Linked DNA regions of Mus musculus: region 1 is linked to region 2. A link is a contact called in public Hi-C data. All regions are on one chromosome and are shown on one strand. Each heading gives the region's core, a stretch centred on a gene start, on an enhancer-like site or on the middle of the called end of the contact. The rest is flanking DNA. Distances are from core to core; before and after follow the strand shown.

The links. Hi-C and Micro-C count contacts between places; a contact is called where the count stands out from the background.
Region 1: a Hi-C map of pre-megakaryocyte-erythroid progenitors shows a contact between it and region 2, with 5 times the contacts expected there. The contact joins two enhancer-like sites. A contact is called at or near these places in 1 of 484 Hi-C or Micro-C datasets (pre-megakaryocyte-erythroid progenitors) and 2 of 115 datasets of contacts at active chromatin or transcription factors (double positive thymocytes and extraembryonic endoderm stem cells).

The regions. Positions count from the first base shown.
Region 1 is chr4:133,409,038-133,414,878 of GRCm38.p6, reverse strand. Slc9a1 (solute carrier family 9 (sodium/hydrogen exchanger), member 1) reads right to left here. Exons shown (of 12, transcript NM_016981.3): 2 at 2,582-3,042. Among named protein-coding and RNA genes, the nearest start is that of 1700091J24Rik, 23 kb to the left of the region's middle. Within about 2 kb of position 1,533, at least 65 of the 459 cell types and tissues checked have an H3K27ac peak or open chromatin away from gene starts, as enhancers often do. A contact at or near this core is called in pre-megakaryocyte-erythroid progenitors, where this site is marked.
Region 2 is chr4:133,093,502-133,099,055 of GRCm38.p6, reverse strand. No RefSeq gene overlaps it. Among named protein-coding and RNA genes, the nearest start is that of Gm26615, 13 kb to the right of the region's middle. Within about 2 kb of position 3,700, at least 219 of the 459 cell types and tissues checked have an H3K27ac peak or open chromatin away from gene starts, as enhancers often do. A contact at or near this core is called in pre-megakaryocyte-erythroid progenitors, where this site is marked.

The sequences.
Region 1 (5,841 bases), core at 284-2,783, 320 kb before region 2:
CTGGGGCCAGGTCATATGTGACCTGGGATCCACCAAGTAGGACCGAGAAATCTCCATTTAAACAAGCTGCCTGGTTACAATGGGCAGCCAGGCTCACATGCTGTGGAGCTGGAGGCCCTGGAATGGGCCACAGCCTGCACATGGTGGGCACAATCTCTACTGGGATGCAGGTCAAGAACCTATGCCCTTGGTAGAGGGAGGCTCAGGCAGGCCCAAAACCTATTCCTTCAGTTTCTGAGGGACTGACTGGCACGGCTGCTCTCAGTCTAATCAAGTCTAGCCCTAGAGAGCTCTGCCAGAAACCAGCTTTGGGGGAGGGGAGATGTTCCAGGCCTGGAAAGAAGGGGCAACAGGCAGGAAAGAGTGAGAGGACAGAGCTGATGCCAGGCAGCTCAGGTGCAGCCTCACTGTCTGGGGCATTCACACCTGAACTAAGCTCTAGAAAAGGCCCAATTTGCCAGGCAATCGTAGCACACACCTTTAATCCTAGCAAGAGGTAGGCAAATCTCTGAGTTTGAAGCTGGCTTGGCCTACAGAGCTAGTTCCAGGAGAGTCAGGGCTACACACACACACACACACACACACACACACACACACACACACAGAAAACCAAACAAACAAAAATAAAAACAGAAAGAAAGAAGGAAAGGCCGGGCAGTGGTGGTGCATGCCTTTAATCCCAGCACTCAGGAGGCAGAGGCAAGCAGATCTCTGTGAGGGCAGCCTGGTCTACAGAGTGAATTCCAGGACAGCCAGGACAGCCGGGAGGGCGACACAGAGAAACCCTATCTTGGACAAAGGCCCACTATGGGCTGCAGAAAGGGTGGCTGCTAGGCACTGGCTAGGCACCAGTGGATCACAGCTTTCTGGGACCCAGGCTGGACCTCAGCAGCAGTGTGTTCCGCCATCGGCTAACCTCAGTCCAGCTTGGGGATGCTCATGAGTGACCACAGGCTATGCCATGAGTCACAGGAACGGTACTGAGGCTGGGTCCTCTTTTCTCGCTTGGAGCTATCGTCAGTGACATGATAATTGAAAAAGAAAAGCAATGTGGTGTAGGCCTGTGGGGGTCATGTGACCCCAGCAGTCACGTGAGCTCTTCAGCTAAGAACCTCCTGATGCCTCCACTTCAAGAGTGCCATCGTCCTGCTTGGTTTGTTTTGCAGGGGTCATCTTTCCACAAGCTAGAATCACCCAGGGAGAAGACCTACTCCTTCAGACTGCCTGTGGCCAATGCCATGGGGCATGTTCTTGATGAGGGAGAACCCAGCTCTGGCCAGGTGGTCCTGAGCAAGCTAATAAGCAACACTCCTCCAGGATTTCGGCTTCAGCTCCTACCTCCAGGTTCCTGCCTCGAGTTCCTGACTCCCCTCAGCGACGGCACATGACTTGACTGAAAGCTAAATCCACCCTTTCCTCCTCAGGCTGCTTCTGGTCATGGTGTTCTGCCACAGCAACAGAAACCATAACAAAGCTACAGAGTCACTGTGCAAACCAGATAGGGTAGCAGGCATCCAAACCGGGAGCGTCTGAGCATCAGCCACGTGACCAGCCCAGCGCTGCTCACGGTCAGGAGACTGCATAGATCTTATACACAGATGGAGTTATCAACTCCATGCAAGCACACCATTGTTTCCTGTACGTCAACCTGAATGCATAGCCAGACTCAGCTGGGGGATGGTTCAAATTAGGCACCCACACTTCAGGTGCACACGTACAAGCTGGATTCCAACAGGAATCCCAGGAAACCCCACCTGGCCTTTGGACAACAGCACTACCACTCGGTCACTTGAAGTCTGTCAAAGGAGGGGCCTGGAAGAGGAAGAATTTCTCACTTAAAGTCACAGGAAACCAAGTAGTCAGCTGGGTAGTCAGGCAGCGGTGATGCACACACCATTAGCCCCAACACTCAGGAGGCAAAGGCAGGCAGATCTCTGAGTTTGAGGCCAGCCTGGTCTCAGAAGGAAGTCCCAGGACAGCCACGGCTACACAGAGAAACACCGTCTTAAAACAAAAAAGCAAGAAACCAAAAACCAACCAACCAAACGAATGAACAAACAACAACAAAACCACACAGTCAGCCCAGACCTACTAATTTCACTTCCCACATCCTAGAGGTTTGGGGGGACCGAGTCCTTTTCATTTCCTTTGCCCAGAACCCTGCACATACCAATTCTTAAACAGCCAACACAAGAGCTAAAAGCCTCCTCAGAGATTAAATGGGCTATGAACAGAAGCAGGAAGAAGCCCAGTGGCTGGGCAACACAGTATCAAATGCAAGCTAGCCAGGAAGCAAATGACCTGCTAGGCCAGCAGCTCAGGTCCTAGAGGGCATAGACTGGCCAAGCATACTGCCTCAAAGCTCAGTTCCGCCGCACTCTAGTAAGCTAACTTCTGTGGGTTGTTTCTAGTTCTGTAAGGTAAGAAAATACGTCTCTCCTCGGGTTATCCATGTTCCAGTGCTCAGAGCAGTGCCTGACAGAAAGCATGGAGGGACCCTGGCCATCTTTATTAGCACTAGTGGAAGGATAAGGCATTGCCTGTGCCCCATGTGCGTGTGGTGTGACCCCTGCCCCCTCACCACAGTGACGGCATCGTTGAGCAGGGACTCCCCGAAGACAAGGATGTGTAGCAGTTCGTTGATGTGGATCTCCTCGAAGACGGCCAGCACAGCCACAGGGTCCACGGCAGAGATGATGCTGCCAAAGAGCAGGGTGTCCAGCAGGCCAATGTTGTTGATCTGCTCGCCGCCCACCAGGCACACGGCGTACAGGAGGCCACCCAGGAAGAACGCATTCCACAGTGTGCCCACCACAGCAAAGATCAGGATGGTGCCCAGGTTCTCCGTGAACTGCCGCAGAGGCAGGAAGTAGCCTGCATCCAGGATGATGGGTGGCAGCAGGAAGAGGAAGAAGACGTCTGATTGCAGGAAGGGGGGCGTCTCTCCGACGCCCTTGATCAGGCCCCCCACCAGCAGCCCCACTACGATCAGCAGGCAGCTCTCCGGGACGATGCTTGAGATGGTGGGGATCACATGGAAACCTGTGAAGGGCGAGAGAACGGGAGGCCGTGGGCTTTTCAGGGGAGCCAGAAGAACAGAAGGTTGGGGACAGGACTGGGGACCAGGAAAGCAGCTGGCGAGAGGTGCACAGGCTTGGTCTCAGAAGGCCGCTCTGTTAACTCTCTGAGCTCGGGTTCCTTGCCTGTAAAACGGAAGGGATAATACCAGCTTCACAGGGCTGTGGCATAAAATAATTATTTTAAAATTTATAGTGTGTGTGCGCGCGCGTGCACGCATGTGCACAGATATGCATGTACCATGACACATGGGTGGATGTCAGAGGACAACTTGTGGGAGTTGGGTCTTTCCTTTAACCAGGTCCTGGGTACTGAACTCAAGTCTTCAGGCTTGGCGGCAAGCGCCTTTACCTGCTGTTTTCACAGAGTATTCGCCAACTGTCCGTTACAGAGCAGCAGCTCTGCATGCCTCTGACAGACAGAAATCAAACTGATAATCAAGGTGCAAAAAGTTTCCACGGCATCAAGCTACCCTGAACCCACGGCACTTCCTCAGGCACCTGGCTTACATCCCACACAGAGACAACCACAGGTACAGTCTAACAATCCCGTCTCGGGGCAGGCGGCAGGCTCCGTGCCATCGGGGTGTATAAGCTGCAGGCTGACACTGGGTGGTGTTAAAGCGGGGATGTGAGAGAGACAGGAGAATCAAGGAGCGTCAGTGCCAGGAGAATTTGGGGACAACAGGCCCGGGCCTGCACACCTGCAGAGCACATTCAGCGACCTCCAGCCCTAGACACGCAAGCAGCAGGCAGCTGTACGCAACTGAGGCACACCAGGCGGCTGCTCCAGAAGATCCCAAGAAGTCAAAGGCCATCAGTCACTTTGGGCAAGTGAAAGGTGAAGGGATTTGCCCAAAGTCAGAGCAAATCAACAGCAGGACCAGGAGGGAGCCTAGGTCTGAAGCCCAGCTCCCAGCAAACTCCATAGTTCTGAAAGTTTAGTTCTCCTTGCCTCCCTCCACATCCACTGTGACATCTGTCAACCCCACGTAGTGTTGGCCATCCTCTGTTGTGGCCCATGCTAAGGCTCCAGACCCAGGCTTCTGAGGATACCTAGCCTTTGGTCAGAACCCCACATTCCCTATGAGCTCTTTGGTTTGCTTTTGGAGTAGGAAGGTGGGTGAAGACCTGAGCACCCAAATGCATGCTGGGTACTCAGTCCCCAAAGCCAACTTGGTCAAAAGGTAGCGAGGCCTTTGCTCAAGACCGATGCTCTCTCCTCTCCCTGCCAAGCAAGTTCTGAGCTGGCGAACCCTATAGTATATGCCCAGGGCTGAGGCTACCTGAGGAGCTTAGCACACGCCTGCTGGCTGGACACAAAGGGAAGGGACACATCTCGTGAGCTTCAGGACCTGCCTGGCCAGATCTTTGCCATCATTACCCCTAGACCTGTGGAAGGAAGGACATTTCTTCCTATGGCAAAGCCCCTCCTCTGTTCAGGTACTGACCTAGGCAACGCTAGGATAGCACTACGTGCCCATGACGCCAAGCTCCCAGAGACACTAAAAACATATTAGGGAAAAACATGGGTCTTAGGGTAGGAAGAAATCTCAAAGCAACCTTGTACGTGTTCCTACTACAAAAGTCACTTCTTGTGCTGAAAAGCTGCCTGGGTCAGAGAGCCCCCTAGTGTGCTGGGTTGTAGATTCTTGGGCCAGGGAGTGGCACCATTTGGAGATGTGGCCTTGTTGGAGTAGGTGTGACCTGGTTGGAGTAGGTGTGTCACTGTGGGTGTGGACTTAATATCCTCACCCTAGTTGCCTGGAAGTCAGTCTTCCACTAGCAGCCTTTGGATGAAGATGTAGAACTCTCAGCTCCTCCTGCACCATGCCTGCCTGGATGCTGACATGTTCCTGCCTTGATGATAATGGACTGAACCGCTGAACCTGTAAGCCAGACCCAATTAAATGTTGTTTTTATAAGACTTGCCTTGGTCATGGTGTCTGTTCACAGCAGTAAAACCCTAGCTAATATACCTAGCAACACCAGTGTTCAGCCAGCAGGTACATCTCTTACCCCACTCTCCTTCCCAGCTCCTAATATTCAGATTCTTTGCAATTGCCTCAAAGGAACCCCTCCCTGTTTCAGCAGATAGGCTCCCAACTCTGCAGCTGGTCAAGTGTGGTGCTGCCTCCTCTTCCAGGAAGTCTTCCCTGACCATCCTGCCTCTCTTGTGCCTCCTCCTCTTACAACCTTAAAGCCACAGCCATCACCTTTCCCCCGGTGACCTCAGAGGTCAGGCAACCAGCTAAAGAGTGGAGACAAGGCTGCTGCACCTTACCCAGAGATCTGCACTGCCCTGAAGGGGAGACTATAGGGCCTGCTACACTGTGGATCTTGAAGTTTTCGATACCTTAAGTCATAAAGAGTTAATAACACCAGGAAGATGACAGAACCTTTATGATGTGTGATCTAGGAGATGTTTTTAGGTCACTGAAAGTGTGTCCCTCAAGGGGAGAGAGAAAGACCTCCGAGGTTCTCTCCTTGCTCTCTTTGCTCTTTGGTTCATGATATAAGCATGTTGTTCCGCCATGTGCTGCGCCCACAATATGCTGCCTCACCACAGACCCAAGGCAAGAGGATCACTCAGTCTTAGATTAAAACCTCTCAGACTGGGGTGGGGATGATGGCTCGGTAGGTAAAAGTGTCTGCTGATCCAACAAGAGGACTGTAGTTCAGATCCTAGCACACACACACACACATACACACACACACACACACACACTGTAAACACATAAACCCACATCCACACACAATATAA
Region 2 (5,554 bases), core at 2,451-4,950:
GCCAGGATGACTAGCGGCTGTCCCATAGTTAGCTTGCCTTCAGAGGTATAATCAGAGGCGCTTGGCGAACTGCCAGTCCCATGCCCCCAGTTTCCGCCCAGGCCTGGGGAAAATCAGAAAGCCAGGTGGACCCTAGAGAAACATCCGGCTCTGTTGAGGTCTCATGTAGCCGATACTCATCTTCTATGTTTAGGGTCAGCACTTGCAGGGGCTGTCCCATTGGTCCCACAACCTGAGCTCCTGATCCCTCGAAGTGGATCTGGGCTTTGAGTTTAGTCAGCAAGTCTCTTCCTAGCAGAGGATAGGGGCAGTCTGGTACATGGAGGAAAGAGTGGGTGACCTTACCGGTAGCTAGATGTACTTTGCGATCCGTGGTCCAGCGATACCGCTTTCCTCCAGTAGCCCCTTGGACCCAGGCAGACTTGTCACTTAGGGGTCCAGGATTTTGGGTCAGCACGGAGTGTTGGGCCCCAGTATCTACCAGGAAGGTGACGGGTTGCCCCCCGACTTTGAGGGTTATCCTGGGTTCAGGGGGGGGCTCCTGACCCTGACCTCCCTAGTCACCTAAGGTTAGGAGGGAGGTCTGGGGCCTCGGTCCTCGGGGTCCTCGTGGCTTCTTTGGGCAGTCCTTAGCCCAGTGTCCTTTTTCTTTGCAGTAGGCGCATTGGTCCTTATCAAGTTGGGGCCTCCTTCGCTCTCCCCCCTGTCTATCCTGTCTCTGTCCACTAACTACAGTGGCCAAGAGCTTGCTCATCTCTCTATGTCTCCTGCGGTCCCTTTCTTTCTCTCTCTGCTCATCCTCTGCCCTACGGCGTTCTTCCTTTTCCTCTGTTTCTCTCCTGATACGTTCCTCTCTTTCTTCCGGGGTTTCTCGCTTATTAAAGATCTTTTCAGCTTCCCTCACTAAGTCTCCTAAGGTCTTGCTCTTTAAATCTTTTAACCGCTCTAACTTTCGCCCGATATCCGGGGCAGACTGCCAGATGAATGACATAGACACATTGGTTTCTTGCCCTGGGTCCTCAGGGTCATAAGGAGTGTACCTGCGATATGCCTCCTTGAGTCTCTCTAAAAAGGCTGAGGGAGACTCATTAGGTCCCTGGGTTATCCCTTTTACCTTGGCCAAATTGGTGGGGCTTCTGCCCGCGTTTTGGAGACCCGCTAAGAGCAACTGGCGATAGAGGACTAGGTGGTTCCTACCTTCTGTAGTGGTGTAATCCCAATCGGGGCGTTCAAGGGGAAAAGCAGCATTGACTTCATTAGGCAACTGAGTGGGGCGTCCATCATTGCCCCGGACTGCCTTTCTAGCCTCTAGGAGCACCCGCTGCTTTTCTTCTCCGGTCAGCAGGGTCCCCAACAACTGCTGACAGTCGTCCCAGGTGGGCTGGTGGGTGATGAGGACGGACTCAATCAAAGCCGTCAATTTACCTGGGTCTTCAGAAAAGGAAGGGTTATTATTTTTAAGTCAGAGGAGGAAAACGGCCAGTACTGAAGCTGGCCATCTCCCCCCATACGGAGTGGGAATGCCTGGGAGGAGGTGGAGTCCGCTGCGGGAGGGTCCCTCCTTCCCCGCAGTCGAGACACCATGGGAGAAGGGGGGGGAACCTCGGAGGTGGCGGCCGCCTCTTTTTCATCGTCCTCTCTGGCAGAGGAGGAAGGTTGTGCTCCGTACGGCGGGGGGTCCTCTGTGAGAAGGTCAATGAGAGGTCCGCCGCTATCAGGGAGAACCTGGGGCTTAGGAGGTTTGGGCTTTATAGAGGGGGTAAGGGCGGGGTAAAGGGCAGATCGGGACGGAGGTTGCGCAGAAGGACCGGGCGGGAGGACGGGAGCTGTCGGTAAAGGAGGGGGTTTTGGAGAGTGCCTCCCAGGTGACGATATATGGGACCTGATCCGGGTGTCCGTGGGGACCAGGACAAAACACTCTAGACTTGACCTGAGAGATAATACCCAAATTAAAAGCACCATCCTGAGGCCATCCCACATTGAAAGTTGGCCATTCGGCGGAACAGAAAGTAACCCAGCGCCTCTTCCTGACATCCACAGACTGATTGGATGCAATGCGCTGGACATCTCCCCAGTGCTGCAAGGTTAGACTCAGGGGGGGTAGTTACGGTCTGTCCCATGATCTCGAAAACACTTAAAGACAGGAGAAAACTAACGAAGAACAAAAGAACAACAACAACAAACAAATCAGACGCGCGGCGCGGTTTCGGCGTAAAACCGAAAGCAAAAATTCAGATGGGGGAGGGGAGCGTTTCGGCCCCTCGCCGCCCAACAGAACCACGTATCCCTCGGTCAAAGGAGAGGCTCTAAAGAGTCCGAGACGGGTCGGGTTCTCAGATACAGATTGGGCCACAAAGATGGCCCCCGATGCCTCTGAGACGTCTCCCAGGGCTGCGGCCGGGAATACGAACTCGTCAGTTCTTCCGCGGACCCGCCAGATACAGATCTAGTTAGCTAACTAGTACAGACGCAGGCGCAAACATTAGATGCCGGCACACACACACACGCACGGAGACAGAGACAGACACGAAACGACCGCTGGCCAGCTTACCTCCCGGCGGGGGTCGGTGGTCCCTGGGCAGGGGTCTCCTAATCTCGGTGGGACCTCCAAATGAAAGACTCCCGAGGTGGGTAGTCAATTAATCTGAGGAGACCTTCCCAAGAATCAGCGAGCCCACGATTCGGATGCAAACAGCAAGAGGCTTTATTGGGAACACGGGTACCCGGGCGACTCAGTCTATCGGAGGACTGGCGCGCCGAGTGTGGAGTTCTTACCCTTTTTATAGGGCTGGGGCTGGGGAGCAAAAAGCGTGGGTACAGAAGCGAGAAGCGAGCTGAGTCTGGGAACCATCTGTTCTTGGCCCTGAGCCGGGGCCCAGGTGGGTATCATCTGTTCTTGGCCTTGAGCCGGGGCCCAGGTGGGTACCATCGGTATCCTGTTTGGCCCTTGTCCTAGTATTATTCAGCCTTGATTTTTAGCTGTTAATCTTTAACTGAACTTCCTTGTAGCTTTTGAGAACTCAGCTCTGGTACTTTTTCATGCCTTGCAAAATGGCGTTACTGCAGCTAGCTTGCTAAGCCTTATGGTGGGGTCTTTCAAAGGAAAAGGCAGTGAGCTCAGCCTCCAGGGTGTCAGGAGGCATGGAATGCTCTCAAGGAAGGCAGTGTCAGGATTCAGCTCGTGTTTTCAAAAACTCACCCTGGTGGCTGTGTGTAAGATGGATTATGGATTGAAGAGGGAAGGCAGGCGACAAGAGGAGGGGGAACTGAGGAGCCACTGGGGGAGACAAAGACACAGCACCTGAGGCTGGGCCTGAATGCCCCCTGCCTGTGAGGCTCTGAACCCCCTCCCAATCCTCCCCTCCACCCTCCAGGCCTGTTGTCTTGAGCAGCGGTGGGAAGGACAGGGCTGGCAAAACTGACACTCACTAATCACGGCCCTCACCCCAGAGCTGCACTGACTGTCTGGTCTCCATGGAGACACGGCAACCTCCGGCCACTTGTTAATGGCAACTCAACAAGGCTGCAGCAATGAGGCCCGGGCCTGACCAGTGTGCCCAGCTCTGCACCATTCATCCCAGTTTGGGCCTCTGCAGAAGACCCCAGGGGTGCGGGAGTTGGGGCACAGGAAGAAGGACTGGTTGGCTACACCCCTCTGCAGCCCCGCCTCCTTTGGCACTGCCAAGCAGCGAGGGCAGAGGCAGTCTCTGCCCTGGCTGACTCCTCCGCAGGGCTGCTGGGAAGCTGAGCTCATGCAGGTCACCCAGGCAAGGCCAAAGGGCTGGCGGGGGATGGTGAGGAATCCAGAGGGGACCTGCCTGCATCCCACACACAGCAGAATGGAGGTGGGGTGAGCTTCTCCTGCACCAACAACCCTCTGCTCTGCTAGCCTGAGGCAGGGGCCCAATTGGGAACCATCTGTCCAGAACCTCTTCCCAGAGCACTGTCGCTCCTCCATTGGAAATGCCACCATTAGCAATCCGTTCCATCAGGAGGCCGCATGGCTTAGCACACAAAACACTGGCTTTGCAGTCAGGCCAGCCTGGGTATAAAAACTTGGCTCTGTCCTTAACCGTTGAGCATTGATTTCTCCATCTGTAGGATGGGGACGATAATTGCGCATGTGTGTATGTGCGCAGGAGGAAGTGCTATGGATGTTTCCTGGAGACTGATCTTAATACCTGTGCTTTCCATTCCAGGAGCCATTTCTCTCTTTCTTTCTCTTCCCCCAAGGAGCCATTTATTTTTGCTTCTTCTCTTCTTCCCTTCCTTTCTTTAAAAAGAAAAAAAAATTTATGGGCAGGGCGTAGGCAGCCCACGCCTTTAATCCCAGCACTCTGGAGGCAGAAGCAGGTGGATCTCTGTGAGTTTGAGGCCATCCTGGTCTACGGAGCACAGCCCCATCTGGGGGTGGGGGTGGGGGGCAGTGGGGGTGGGTTGGGAGGAGGGGGAGATGGAAAATAAAGGAACAAACAAAAGATCTTTTTGAAACAGGGTGTGTTACCCAAGCTGATCTAAAACCAGCTTTGTAGCTAAGAATGACCTTGAACTCTGCCTTCACTTCCCAAGTGCTGGGATTGCAGCCTTTCTTTGCCACCACAGACCATCTGGGTCCTCTTCCACACTTCCCAGGATGATCCCACAGATGTTCCATACTCCTGTAACTGCCCCACATTTGTGGTCCCCATAGACTGGGCTGGGTAGAGTGAGCATCAGGACAAAACGGAGGAAATAAACAGGGGATGGGGAGGAGGGGGAAGAGGTTCTCTCTGCCTTTTTTCCCTCTTCCTCCTCTTCCTCCCCTCTTCCTCCCCCTCCTCCTCCCCCTCCTCCTTTTCCTCCCCTCCTCCTCTGCCTCCTCCTCTCCTTCCTCCTCTGCCTCCTCCTCCCCCTCCTACTCCCCCTCCTTCCCCTCCTCCTCCTCTCTCTCCCCCCTCCTCCTCCTCTTCTTCTTCCCCTCCTCCTCTTCTTCCTTTTCCTCCTCCTTCTTCCTCTTTCCTGTTAACCACTCCACGGAGATGTAGGCCTCTTCCCCACCCCCCTTCTCACTGTCGTCCATCTGTCTATCCCTCCCTCTCACAAACAAGAGCTGAGCCCCTCTATCCCCGGGTCCTCAGAGATGCAGATACCACCTCAGCCAGCAGATAAACCAGGAGCCAGGCTCCCAGACATCAGGCACCCCACCGTTGGCTGGGGGCCTAGATCCAGCCACATCCCTGCAACGTGGTTCTCCTCGCTCATTCCCTAGGCAATGCTGCAAGCCGAAAGGGTCCTGGGAACTCATCTACTGCAGCTATCAGGATGAAAAAACCAGAGGCCCAGGGCAGCCCAGGAGCCCACAGCAGCTCCACTTTGAAGCTGACAATATGGGCCTGCTTAGGAGGCAGCTTTTTGGCTCTCTGGATCCTGCTGACAGCTGTGTTCTCAGCAGCAGCTGGAATGTTGGTAGGAGCCTGTCTGGCCTTTGCACCCTGACTCCCCAGGGCAGAGCCAGGTGGCCCTGGTGGGGGCCCAGTGGGGAATGGGGATGGTTCTGAGTGCTTGGTGAGGGCAT